2 separate regions of the Pan troglodytes genome follow, and region 1 is linked to region 2. A link is a contact called in public HiChIP or PLAC-seq data. All regions are on one chromosome and are shown on one strand. The core of a region is the stretch at or near the end of the contact, and the rest is flanking DNA. Distances in the headings are between cores, read along the strand shown.

Evidence for each region. HiChIP or PLAC-seq counts read pairs in DNA pulled down with a chosen protein or histone mark.
Region 1: a contact with region 2 is called in an H3K4me3 HiChIP or PLAC-seq map of stem cell-derived excitatory neurons, with 5 times the contacts expected there. The contact joins the promoter of NOL7 here to the promoter of TBC1D7 in region 2. A contact is called at or near these places in 1 of 7 Hi-C or Micro-C datasets (stem cell-derived neural progenitor cells) and 1 of 1 datasets of contacts at active chromatin or transcription factors (stem cell-derived excitatory neurons).

Annotation. Positions count from the first base shown.
Region 1 is chr5:19,564,688-19,571,143 of NHGRI_mPanTro3-v2.0_pri, reverse strand. NOL7 (nucleolar protein 7) reads right to left here and starts at 4,156. Exons shown (of 9, transcript XM_054685605.2): 1 at 3,850-4,156; 2 at 3,702-3,762; 3 at 2,953-3,011; 4 at 1,677-1,708; 5 at 1,339-1,420. The coding sequence starts at 4,115. It overlaps SIRT5 (sirtuin 5), which reads right to left. Exons shown (of 10, transcript XM_009450542.5): 10 at 4,913-6,456.
Region 2 is chr5:19,276,247-19,282,915 of NHGRI_mPanTro3-v2.0_pri, reverse strand. TBC1D7 (TBC1 domain family member 7) reads left to right here and starts at 2,311. Exons shown (of 8, transcript XM_063812102.1): 1 at 2,311-2,571; 2 at 3,811-3,987; 3 at 5,600-5,680. The coding sequence starts at 3,876.

The sequences.
Region 1 (6,456 bases), core at 2,907-5,406, 290 kb before region 2:
TTTATATATGCACAGATAGGATAAAACTAAATTACAAGGACTACAAGAAACAGACACTCATTTTAGTAGAGCACATGGTGGTTTTTTTCATCAGCTGAACAATCAGCATCTCAGATAGATTCAACTGAAGAACTTGTTCCTGGACTTTTGTACTAAAATATACTAAAACCAAAAGTCAAAACATTAGTTAACAGGAAATTGTTCGGATACATGTAGTAAAAGAGAATTGACAGCATGATTTCCAAATCAATTGCGCCAAATAAATTTTTCCAAATGAAAAGTCCAACGTATTGTGATGAATTCCTCTCATGGTCTTGCGCTTTGCTTTACATTTGTTTCTATATTTGATCTTGTGGCTAAAACACCGATTTGCAAGTAATGATTTGGACCACCAAGCTGTACTGAATGCAACTCAAACGAATGCCTGTGGACTTCAAGACAGATACTACAGACATCGTCCACAGTATCGGCCAAAATTCCAGTAACAGCAATAGGCACTTTCTCTGTGACTTCTGTAGACCATAAGAATAGAAGATAAGGGCATATTGTCAGGGAAAGGTTGAATTTTGTGAAAAATGACTCCTTTTGAAGAATTGCCATGACTGGCAATAGTGGTGAACAACCTTTCCATTGGAATGGCTGTCTTTGCATCAGCACCATGCACCATAAGGGCTGGTGACTGGAGGAACATTCAGCAGCCAGAAAAATTAAACTGCCTGAATAAGAGTAGGCTGGCAAGTTTGAGGTGCTGACAGTAGGCTGCAGTGTATCTTGAAATAAACATCTATCTATTGGGAGAGGTGAAATGAAATTTTCTCAATAATAAAACTACTAAAAAAAAGTTTTTGAACTTAACCTGCAGGACCTGCAAAGACAAAGTGTTCAACTGATCTTTATTTTTTTATGAAAACCGATTTTTTTTTTTGAAACAGGGTCTCACTCTGTCGCTCAGGCTGTAGTGCAGTGGCACAATCTCGCCTCATTGCAGCCTCGACCTCCTGGGCTCAAGTGATCCTCCCACCTTGGCCTCTGGAGTAGCTGGGAATACAGGTGCACACCAGCACGCCCAGCTTACTTTTTTTATTTTGTGTAGAGACTGGGTTTTACCATGTTGCCTAGGCTGGTCTTGAAATTCTGGACTCAAGCAATCCACCTGCTTCAGCCTCCCAAAACGCTGGGATTACAAGTGTAAGCCACCATGCCCGGCCCAAAATTGGTTTTTCCACAGAGACTCCAATCTGAAATTACTACTAATTAAAATATTTTCCCATGTTAGCCAATACTTTAACTCTCTTAAAGGTCTCCTTTACATCCCAAATGAAACAAAAGACTCATTACCTGACAGACTGTACTTTTTGTACTTTAACTTTCTTGGAGTCATTTCCTTTTTCACAGTCTTCATTTTTCTTTTGCAAATTAACTAAAAAATAGAGTTACATTTTCTAATTAGCATTCACGTAAAAATAAATCAGGAAATTTACTGGAGTTCACTTTAAGCATCCACTACACACCAATGTGGATGCAGTTTTTATTTGTATGAAATACAGGGAATAGGCCCCAGCTAACCTTGGCCAGGCCCATGCTGGCTTTCTAAGGGCCATTCATATTTGACTGGAAACATCTGCAAGTGCACTTGACACTTACATGAGAAGTTAGTTACATTAGAACAGTCATACCTTCTTTCACCTTTCCTGGCGATTTCTTGATGCTAAGGAAAAAAAACAAAACCACTGACTGCAATGGCAGTAAAGATTACTCAAAACATGTTATTTCATTTGCCTTTACAAGTAAGACACCCCCTTTCATTACCAACACCCTCAATTTCTACTCAGGAGCTCTCATCAGTTTGGAAAGCAATAGTCACTCCCCAGTACACTGCCACCAACTCTCAAGCATTGGAAGATCTTCACAGTTAAAATCTGAGAGCCTATTAGCAGGCTTTCAAAGCAGCAAAATGCTGTGGGCAATGGAGTTCAAGTGAAACACTTAAGAACAAGTTATAAAGTATTTGAAATATGAAGTGAATGGGAGTAGGTCTGCCTCATTTCATTTGGAGAAATCACAAAGGATTAATGTAATAGTTTAGGCACAGGAGACAGGGAACAGCCTCAAGGGGGCTGTGGCCCAATGGAGAGAGAAATGTAAATGGACAGAATACAATACAGAAGCATTTGCACAGGAGAAAGGCCACACAAAAGCGGAAGTGATGGGAGGTGGGGGGGGGGCCAAATGAGAAGGTAAAGGTGACACTTGAGCTTGGTTTTAAAAGATGAAAGGGAATTTGCCACCAAATAGATTTGCTCTTATGTTTAATGTATTCAGGATCTGAGTAACTCTTTGGTAAAGTTTTTTTTACTGAAAATTTGAGAGTCACTGGCCTAAGCAAAAGGGGGCTGAATTTCTGAATTTAAAGCCTTAAGGGGAGAAAAAGAGGATAGAAAAAAAAAAAATTTAGAAGGCTAAATTTAGTAGGGTTTGATCAATTCCGAAAGACGACTATAGCTTTTCGCTTTAAACCATAAAACACCAAAGATGCTAAATGAAGTGGGGAACAGGAAGGACAGGTTGGTGGCAGGTAAGGCAAGTATGGGACAAATCAAGTTTTCAGAGCCTGTGGATAAGTGCCTGCTACCCCACTAAATGATTCAAAACACTTTTTATTCACCACCACCCACTATGCCCTAGTACAATGACAGGCAGTCAACAAAATGTACTGAATGAACACAATGGGATCAGGAATTCAAAAGCTAGCTATGGGAATGAACAAAAATAAATGGTAAAATAAGAAGTAGAACGTTACCTCCGTCTTTCCCACCGAATTCATATACCAAGGTAGCTTTTAAATTTGGGTTCTACAATTCCTTCAGTTATATGGATTCAAATAAATGTACCAGTATATAATTCAAAGATGGGTGTATATAAGCAAGTAATATAAAAAGATCCATTACTTACTTAGTCTGTGAAGCTGTGGTTAACTTCTCCAAAATAGTGTCTGGAAGGAGTTTTCTTTTCTTTTGGAATGAAAACGTTTAAAATTAATAGAAAGTCATGTACATAGTATGTCCGGAGTTGCTTCTGAAGTTACCACTTTTAAGAATGCCCTACATCTAGGCAAAGAAATGAATTAGGCTGGAAACTGCCCCCATACCTCTAAGCTATGGGAAGACCGGGTCCACAAAACTCCACATTCTCTGAAAGACTTGATGAAAACTAGAAAGGGTGCCCACGGTATTCTAACCCTCAGGTCACTGTTATAAATTGAAAGCAGTTAAGTAATGTCTGCCTGGAGCCAGTTCTCTGTGTCGAGTATCAGACAGCAATGCAACCATACACTAAGTCTGCACAGCCCTTACAGTTTACAAATCACCTCATTTAATTCTCACAGCAACCTCTTATTTTCAGTTGGTGGACACTAAAGGAGACGAACTTTTTTTTTTTGAGACAGGGTCTCGCTCTGTCGCCCAGGCTGGAGCGCAGTGGTGTGATCTCGGCTCCAGGCAGCCTCGACATCCCGGGCTCCGCCCACCTCGTCCCCCTAAAGTACTGCCGCGCCCGGCCCGAGCATCTTTCCACCACTGTCAGAGGCAATCTTGGTGACTGTTTCCCCACCCCAATATCCTGCCAACCCAAATTACATCCACCATAGCAATTCTCCCTGAGCCGAGTTGTTTTAATAAGACACCTCCTCCCTATCCTCTAACCTTCTGTTCGATGAACAGCTCCTCGCGTCGCTTCCTCTTCTCCTTCAGGAGCGTTTTATCCCTGGGAAGAAGGGTGATAAGTCAGCAAAGGGAAGGACAAGCGGGACGAGAAAGGGCGGTTCTCCCCGCCGGGCAGCGGGCTCCGAACCTGCGCACGGTCTCCCGCACTCGCCGCTCCTCTTCTCTCGCTTCCGCCTGGGCGCTGGCGAAAGTCAGCTCCTCCGGGGCCTCATCGTCAAACTCATCGTCCCCTTCCTCGTCTTCCTCCAGGGGCTCGGCGGCCGCGCCGCTGCTGGGCTGCCCGAGCAACAGCCCGTGCTCCGCCTCCTCCTCCTCCGAGGCCAGCTGGCCCTCGTCCACCATCGCCTCTGCCGACGCCGGGGCGCGAGACGCGCGCGGTCGGAGCTGCACCATGGCCCACGCAGCGCTAGACCGTCTGACCTCTGACCCGGAAGCAGCTACAAGCGGAGCGCAAGCCTACTTTCATCGCCCCCTGCAGGTTCGGAGGTCCTCAGGACGGGTGGGGCGCATGCGCGAAGCGAGGAAGGGCGTGGCCTGTAGGCAGTGGGCGTGTTTCTTTCCACGTGGCCAGCGCAGGCCGCCGTGGAGCCGGATGGACCCCACGGAAAATGCTCTGCTGGCGAAAGCGGCTGGCAATGGGGTTGATTTCAAGACAGGGAAGAGCCATCGCGCTGCCCTCCTCGGCTGGGATGGCGAGACAGGGCTGGCACGGCTCACGCTGTCCGGTGCTCAGAAAACCGGTAATCGCGGGCCCGAGGCGCTGCTCGCCGCCGTTTTTTGGCCCTGGGTTCCGTCGAGTGGATCCAGCTTGTCAGTCTTTGTGTAGATTTGGCTGCGTTCGCTCCGCACTTCGGAGGAGGTGGCGTTTCATGGGAAGAAATGCGCTCTAGCAGATGGCCGCCGTGGCCAGTCAGCCCTGCTGCCACCGACGAAGACGCGGGCGACAGACCTGGACTCTAAAGAAATCTGCACAGACGTGCCCGGCGCCCTCGGCCTTCCCAGCTCCGCGGCCGCAGCGACGCCGGTTAGGATGTCGGCCCTGTGGGAGGGGCGCCCTTCCTGGTGCCGGGCCCTAACCCACGACCTGGAACAGCAGCTGGCCCGTGGCAAATGCTGAGCATATCTCCTGAAAGAATGGCTTCGCCGGTCCCTAGAGAATGCACCCGAGTTTTGTGGTATATACACATACGTACTTTTTTTCCAAGTATATTTTATTTCTTGGCAAACATGGCCCTTTGTGATCGCTGTGTTTCTCTCCTCCCATCCATTATACAACACTAAATGATTCATCATTCTTTGAACAAATCAAACTGTTTCACACCTGCCATGCATTTGTACCGACCGTGCTCTTCCCTCTACTGCCGCAGCCCCCCAGGTAGAAGTCCTTTTTATACTTCAAAAATTCCCACCCAGGCAAATTTCAAGCACCTTACCCCTACCCCATCCCACTCTGCCCATCTCTAATTGCGCTGGTCTGAACCCGCACAAATGTCTGTGTAGTTTCTGCACTTCATAACAGCTTATATGACAGTTGCTCCAGCCATTCTGTGAACCCCTGAGGGGAAGGGCCAGGTCTTGCTAGTCTTTTTATTTCTAATGTCTATCATCTGGTAGATGTTTAATAAATGCTAAGCTGAATAATTCTATCTTACACATATATTGTATTTTTAATTCTCTTTTCATGTCTTCTGTTTTAGAAGCAATTCCCAATTTAAAAACGACAAAACCAAATAGGAACAAAAATGATAAAACTTGAAAACAACAACAACAACAACAAAAGCTGCTGAACCAGAGGTTCAGTATGAGAGGAATTGCAAAGAACAGTTTTGAAATCTCTAGGCCTTAGTCAGATAGAAATTACAAATCAAAAATATAATCAGACTCCCTGAGACACTGTGCTAACACTAGGAAAATGAATAAAGTTAACTTGGAGCAGCCCAGGAACAAACTTATAAGTGCATGATGGTATTTTATGTGCAAAACTGCTTTATAAGTACTATAAGACTATTACAGGTATTACCAGTGCCCTCAGTGTAAACTCCTTGGCCCACCCATGTAAAGTGTAAATCAAGCCCTCAGGGTCCCTGACTGGTTCTCCAGCCGCCCCATAGGCTATGAGCATCCCCGTTCCCTACACAAAGGACCACTGGGATTTATTAAAGGTTATGCCTTGCAATGCAGTACAAAGTTTTATATGATAGTGTCTTGTTGCCTGTTTCTACAAAAGCCAAGGGTGTAACATTAAATGCAATTTTGCAAGGGGCTGAGGTGATGTGGTCCAAGTATGTAATCACTTCAGGGAGCCATATGTGACCTTCATACACTGTTGATAATGGCCATGCCTCCCGGTCAGGCCTGTGACACCTGCTGGACAGCAGGTATTCCAAGGCCCCTAAGCACTGAGTTAGCTGGTAAAGGTTAAGGAAAAAGCTGTATTCTTACTACTTTACTCCAAGGTAGTAAAGTGTATGGAAGATGTACCTGACAGAAATAACTTAAGCATCCCCTGAGAATGACCCTGTATGGCAGATGCATCTGACAGCAATAACTTAAGAAATGAGGGTTGCCACGTGGAGGCTGCTGAGGGGAGGGTGCTGAGTGAAAGTGCTGTGTAAACTGCAAGTGGTTGCAGTTCTGTCCAGCCCGCGGCCACTGGACCACCCTGTAAGGTTCCCCAAATAAACCCTATGTTTCCTTCACTAGCTCCAGGTCTCTTCTTTGGCCTCTTGAACCT
Region 2 (6,669 bases), core at 1,062-3,561:
GAAATGGGGAGCCACTGAAGGATTTTTTGCGGAGGGATATTTTTAGATTCATTCTGGCTGCAGAGTTGACAAAAGTCTCAGAGTGTTATCTCTTAGGGAAGCTTCCACATATTCTGTTATCAGCTCATCAAAAAACAGAATGGAGGGCAGTTGAAGGCACCCATATTGCTGTCACCATTCAGTGAACAGCAGCCTTGAAAATTGATTGTATGAATTGGGGTTATCTTCATACCCAGCTAAATTAGAGTCCAGAGATGAGGGAGAAGAGAAAGCAGTTGGGGCACAAAGTGCCTGCCCAGGAATTATATTGAAAGCCAGCTGCCAAGGTGACCTGCTATAACCTGAAGACCAGTTTCACCCAGTAGCTGCTGAAACGAATTGCTGTAACTCTAAGACTAGTTTTACTTACCACCTTCTCTCACAAATTAGAGCTTGCCTGCTCCTAAAAACTTTGCGTAGGGTCAATGAGCTATCTTTCAAGGTAATACATAACATTTCTCTAATGAAACCTCCAACCATCTCTTTGTTGTTCTGAAGACCACCCCAGTCTGTGTGTATGCCCTGAACTGCAATTCTGTTTTCCCAAATAAAATGATTTAGAGACTCATCTTTGCATTTTTAATTGATCTTGACACAGCCACTTCACATATATCCCTACTGTGCCACATGCCAGGCACCATGCCAAGCACTTTACATACTTTCTTATTTAACCCTTCCCACCTTCTATATAATCACCACTATTGGTGATGATTTTATTTTATTATTAATATTTTTTGAAATGGAATTTCTCTCGTCGCCCAGGCTGGAGTGCGGCGGCACCATCTCAGCTCACTGCAACCTCTGCCTTCCGGGTTCAAGCGATTCTCCTGCCTCAGCCTCCAGAATAGCTGGGATTACAAGTGTGTGCCATCACACCCAGCTAATTTTGTATTTTTACTAGAGACAGGGTTTCACCATGTTGGCCAGGCTGGTCTCGAACTCCTGACCTCAGGTGATCCGCCTGCCTCGGCCTCCCAAAGTGCTGGGATTACCGGCATGAGCCACGGCGCCCAGCCCTGGTGATGATTTTAAAGACAAGAAAAGGAAATTATAAAAGTTAGTGACCGGCCCAAGGTTTAGATGAAGTAAATGGAACTTGTCTAAGGTAACTTGAAGAACTCTGCTTACTCATGTGAACACTACCCAAGTAAGGTTTAGTACCCCAGTACTGAGGAACTAAAGATGGTGGTGGTAAGGGGGTGGGGAGGGGCATCAGTGTTTGAGTTCAACCACCACACGTTTCTTCATTTTTAAGTTCTGTCTAGCCATTATACACACATTTGTCTGCACTATAACTGGACTTCTGCACTGTTGATAGTCCTAAGTTTCCTTCAAAGCTTGGCATCCGTGTGGCTTATTTGGTAGAGATTTGAACTTTCAAAGGGACGATACCCATCATTGGGGATTTCTCTCAAACCCTGGCGGTTTAAAAACCTACTTGGGCACTGCTGCTCAGCCAGCCCGAGGACCAGGGAGGCAAGCACAGAAATAGAAAGCATTTGTAAGCGTTAGTAGCTACTTTAAAGAGTAACTCTGTTCTGTTAGACCTACTAATAACAAATTAGGAGCTTGCATTTAGCACATCTTTAAAAAAAAAAAAAACACGTTCATTTTTCTCCTATGTTACAGTGTTTTACCTGAGAGGCTGAATATACTAAGACAATGGCCAAATCTAATATAAAAATAGACCTCCAATCCACAACCTGCAGCAACCTGCCCAGAAAACCAGTCAGTTACCTACAATAACCAACCCAGGGAGCCTGCCTGCTCTAAATCAGACTTGCACTCCTCTGCCTGCCTTTTTTCTTCTCATTCGGATGGTCTTCATTTATTCCCACATACCTGGGGTGGGGAGGAAATTAGCAAAAGCAAAACCCGGGTCCTGCACGCAGGCAGCTTAAGTACGGCCCTAGGGCTCAGGTCTTCCCTAGGCAAGAACCTCGAGGGCCGGACACGGGAGTGCAACCCAGGCACGCGCCTTCGGATGGCCGGAGTAAATGGTCGCGAGATTTTGCGGGGTAGCAAGGGGCCGGGTGCCCATGGCGGGAGAAACTACACTACTCTGGAGGCGAGCCTAGCCCTTCATCCCGTCGGGTTTCACAAACGAAGCCAGAGCTTCCCGGAGTGAGGGTGGAGCTTCCTGCCCGCGCCCTCTGCGCATGCGCCCGCCCCGCGCCCGCCCCGCGCCCGCCCCGCGCCCGCCCCGCGCCCGCCCCGCGCCCGCCCCGCGCCCGCCCCGCGCCCGCCCCGCGCCCGCCCCGCGCCCGCCCCGCGCCCGCCCCGCGACCTGGAGTTGATGTCACGTCCGGCGGCGGCGGCAGCGGCGCTGAGTTTTGTCTCCCGGGCCGTCGGGGCGCGCGCGGTTGTCCCAGGTGCCCCGCCGCCTCCCTCCTTCCTGCAGGACTCGTCCCTCCTGGCCCTGGGCCCCAACGGTGCCCGCCTGCCCGGCGGTCGGTCAGCGCACAGGGCACGGCTTCCTCTGCTTCTCCCGGACCACTTAGTCTCAAGCCGGGTGTGTTTGCACTACTAGAGGTGAAGCATCCATCATAGAGAGAATGGGACCTGGGGTCTTGGACCAGGGTGTTTTTACTTTTCCCATCAGGTGGACGCGCATGGGCAGGAGATATTATTTGCAGCATTTCCTCCTAGAGGACGCCTTTGTCATTGTAGTGCAATCTAAGAATGGGTGTCCTTAGACAACAGGGACCGACCAAATCGTCATGCAGCTGTTTGAATGCTTTAAAAAAATAAATCCCCACACTCATTACGCGTTTTATGCTGCTGACTTTTTTATTTTTAAGACATCTGCTCCCGAAAGCTTTAGCATTTCATTTTCTAAACGAATCCTAATCTTTCCTGTGACTGAATCGGTTCAGAGGATATCTTTTCAATAAGGAAGGAAGCCCTCCCCTGCTCACTGGGGACGTCGCAGGATTTTTAAACCTAAAGATTTACTCTTGTGCACAGACGCTGGAAGCATTTGGGTGAGGCAGTGCAGTGGTTTTTGGGAAATGCATCAGATCTTTTCTGTTCTTGAAACGCCAAATCTAACTTGGTCTTTTTTTTAAATCGTTTTTCCGTCTTCAACTCTGACTTTGGGATCACTGTCAATTGGCTACATTCTTTACCCTCTTCTAGTTATAATTTAATGCGATTTATTTGTTGTGGGTTTTGAATTTCGATAGCTACACTTAATAGAATTGTGTTTAAAAGAAAGATAAGTGAGGAACTCGTGGCTTTTTACTTTTATATAACTTAATTTTTCATTTTACAAAATGCCCATTTAAAAAAACGTAGCTAAGCAAAAGAAAGGAAATTAAAATCATCTAGAATCCTACTATCTAAAGATAACCATTGCTAACATTTTGGAATAGAGTGTTAAGTTTTAAAATACATAAAATTTGTAAAAAACAAAAAATGAAATCATAGTGTATACTGTTTGAGTATAATTTGTTTGACGTATCTTGCCTGGCTTCCATTTCACTTATTTTTTTTCTTTGCGCATTTATAATAGCTACAGAATGTTCTGTTGTGCTAGGCACTCATAGGTATAGTGGGAAACCTAGTGCATAAACCTTGTGCCATCTATTTTACCAGCTCAGAGAAGTTTTAACTTATATCTTGGTTTTTAGCCAAGATGCATAGGTGAGATAGTTGCAGAACTGAGTTAAAGGAAAAATTTAATATTGGGTCCTATGCAAGGGTACATCATATTGAAAAGGTGGAGAACATCATTGAAAATTATTCTAATTCTTGACTCTTTGTTTCTAGACTCACTTTTCCCCTTCGTCTTTCTCTCTCTTTCTGTCTTTCTGTGTCTCCTCCAAGAATGAAATATGACTGAGGACTCTCAGAGAAACTTTCGTTCAGTATATTATGAGAAAGTGGGGTTTCGTGGAGTTGAAGAAAAGAAATCATTAGAAATTCTCCTAAAAGATGACCGTCTGGGTGAGTACTTTTAAAAATTAATCTCATTGGTTCTCAATCACTCCACATGTTCTGAAGTAAATATTTTCTTAAAAGACATCCAGAAGCATTTTACTTGCTGTATTTTTTAGTGATGTGGTGAAGCAGAATGGTGTATTTTGAGAAAAGATTTTTCAAATTTATATTTCACTGAGCGTCAGAAGTTTTTGAAAGGTTTCTTAAGAAAGTCAGTAGTATTTTTTTCTTTTATTGAACCCATATGTTTTCACGTATTATCTAGGTAAATTTGCTTCTGGGTAAATTTGCGATAACTCTGGTCATGATTCTCTCTTTTTTTTTTTTTTTGAGACCAAGTCTGACTCTGTTGCCCAGGCTGTAGTGCAGTGGTGTGATCTCAGCTCACTGCAACCTACACTTCCTGGGTTCAAGTGATTCTCCTGCCTCAGCCTCCCAAGTAGCTGGAATTACAGGCATGCGCCACCATGCCTGGCTATTTTTTGTATTTTTAGTAGAGACAGGATTTCACCATGTTGGCCAGGCTGGTCTCAAATTCCTGACCTCAAGTGATCCACCCACCTCGGCCTCCCAAAGTGCTGGGATTACAGGCAGGAGTCACCATGCCCAGCCCATGATTTTCTTTTATGGAAATACTAAGAGTGCATTGTATATTGACATTTTAGTTTAAGCCAGTCTGAATAAGGTCTGTTGTTGACTAAAGTAAAATAAACTGAACCGTAGTTAAAGATAATACTTTATTTGCATAGAGTACTTTTAAAGTTTCTGAAACATTTCTTACCTTATCTTTGATCTTCAATTGTGCGGTCTTTGCTTTAGTATGTCTGGTATTCTCCTTTGATAAGTAGAGGAATTGAGGGTCAGGGAAGTCACTGTAATTTATTGGAAAATATAGGGATTTGAAGGCAGACTGTACCACTTAATAGCTACGTTAGTTTGATCAAGTCATTTAACTGCTTTGAACTTCAGTTTCTGCATTTTTAGAACAAGAACTACCTAACAGGCTTGCAGTGTGAATTAAATAAACCCTGTGATTAATAACTACCGCTGTTATAGGGAATGTAGTAATATATGCAAAATGCATCTCCAATGCTGTAAAATGCAAATTGTTTTTATTTTTATTATTATTTTTAACACAGAGTCTCACTCTTGCCCAGGCTGCAGTGCAGTGGCACGATCTTGGCTCACTGCAACCTCTGCCTCCTGGGTTCAGGCGATCCTTCTGTCTCAGCCTCTTGACTAGCTGGGATTACAGGTGTGTGCCACCATACCCAGCCAATTTTTGTATTTTTAGTAGAGATGGTGTTTCACCATGTTGGTCAGGCTGGTCCCAAACTCCTGACCTCTAGTGATTTGCCTGCCTCAGCCTCCCAAAGTGCTGGGATTACAGGCATGAGCCACCGTGCCTGGCCGCAAATTGTTTTTAAATAACTTAGTTGGCAGAAGTCTTGGGCTAGAAATCAGACTAGTATTGCCTCTCCTAAACTTACTGACCATACGGTAGACTTCCCCTGAAGAAATGTCTTAACTATTCTTTGAGTTTTAAAAAATGAAATGTGCCTTGACATACTGTGATCAGCATGAAAAGCTTCTAACAATTGTTTTCTTCTTCCTCTAGATACTGAGAAACTTTGTACTTTTAGTCAGAGGTTTCCTCTCCCGTCCATGTACCGTGCATTGGTATGGAAGGTGCTTCTAGGTATGAGACCCAGGAGTTGGAAGATTTATCTTAAAAAATATTGAATAAAGGGATCATTTGCTATCTTATCAGTCAGAAAAAGGAGAATTTGTTTAGGCCTTTTGCTGAATATTGGATCTTCCCCAGGAGGTTCAATTACCATTCATTATTTTCTGTTCTATTAATGATACTATAGAAGAGAAAGTAGTGTATGTTCCTGAGACAAGATCTGGGAAGAGCACTGGACTAGGAGAAATGAGAATTGGTTTCGGCTTTGCTGTCAGCTGGGTAACCTGGAGGAAGGCGACCCCTCTGGTTTCGGCTTTATTTTTTGCATCTATAAACTGAGGCTTTTGAGCTAAATTACTCCTAGTTTTTAGCTCTAAATTTGTAAGATTTTGTGATTCTCAGCTATAGAGGTATAACTTCCTAATCTGTCAAAGAGGAATTGGAGACTTACTACTCCCTAGAAGTGTGAATGACTAAATTCCAGTGGTGCGAGTGGCTGAATGAGAAGGAAAACTGATCTTACTTAGTTTCTATGGAAGAAAACGTGAATTAAGTGCCATGAGTAACTGGCAGCATCCCTTTTGAGCCCAAGATTTTCTTTCCCCTATCATTGCTGGGCCTGCTGGAGCATATAATTCCTATCCATTACCATCCTCCTTTTCTTTCTTAAAAAAAGTATTTTTGGCTGGGCGCGGTGGCGCACACCTGTGTTCCCAGCACTTTGGGAGGCCAAGGCGGGCAGATCACGCGGTCAGGAGATTGAGACCATCCTGGCCAACAAGGGTGAAACCCCCTCTCTACTAAAAATACAGAAAATCAGCTGGGCATGGTGGCATGCGCCTGTACTCCCAGCTACCCGGGAGGCTGAGGCAGGAGAATCGCTTGAACCCGGGAGGCAGAGGTTGCAGTGAGACGAGATGGCACCACTGCACTCCAGCCTGGGTGACAGAGCGAGACTCCGTCTCCAAAAAAAAAAACAAAAAACAAACAAAAAAAAACTT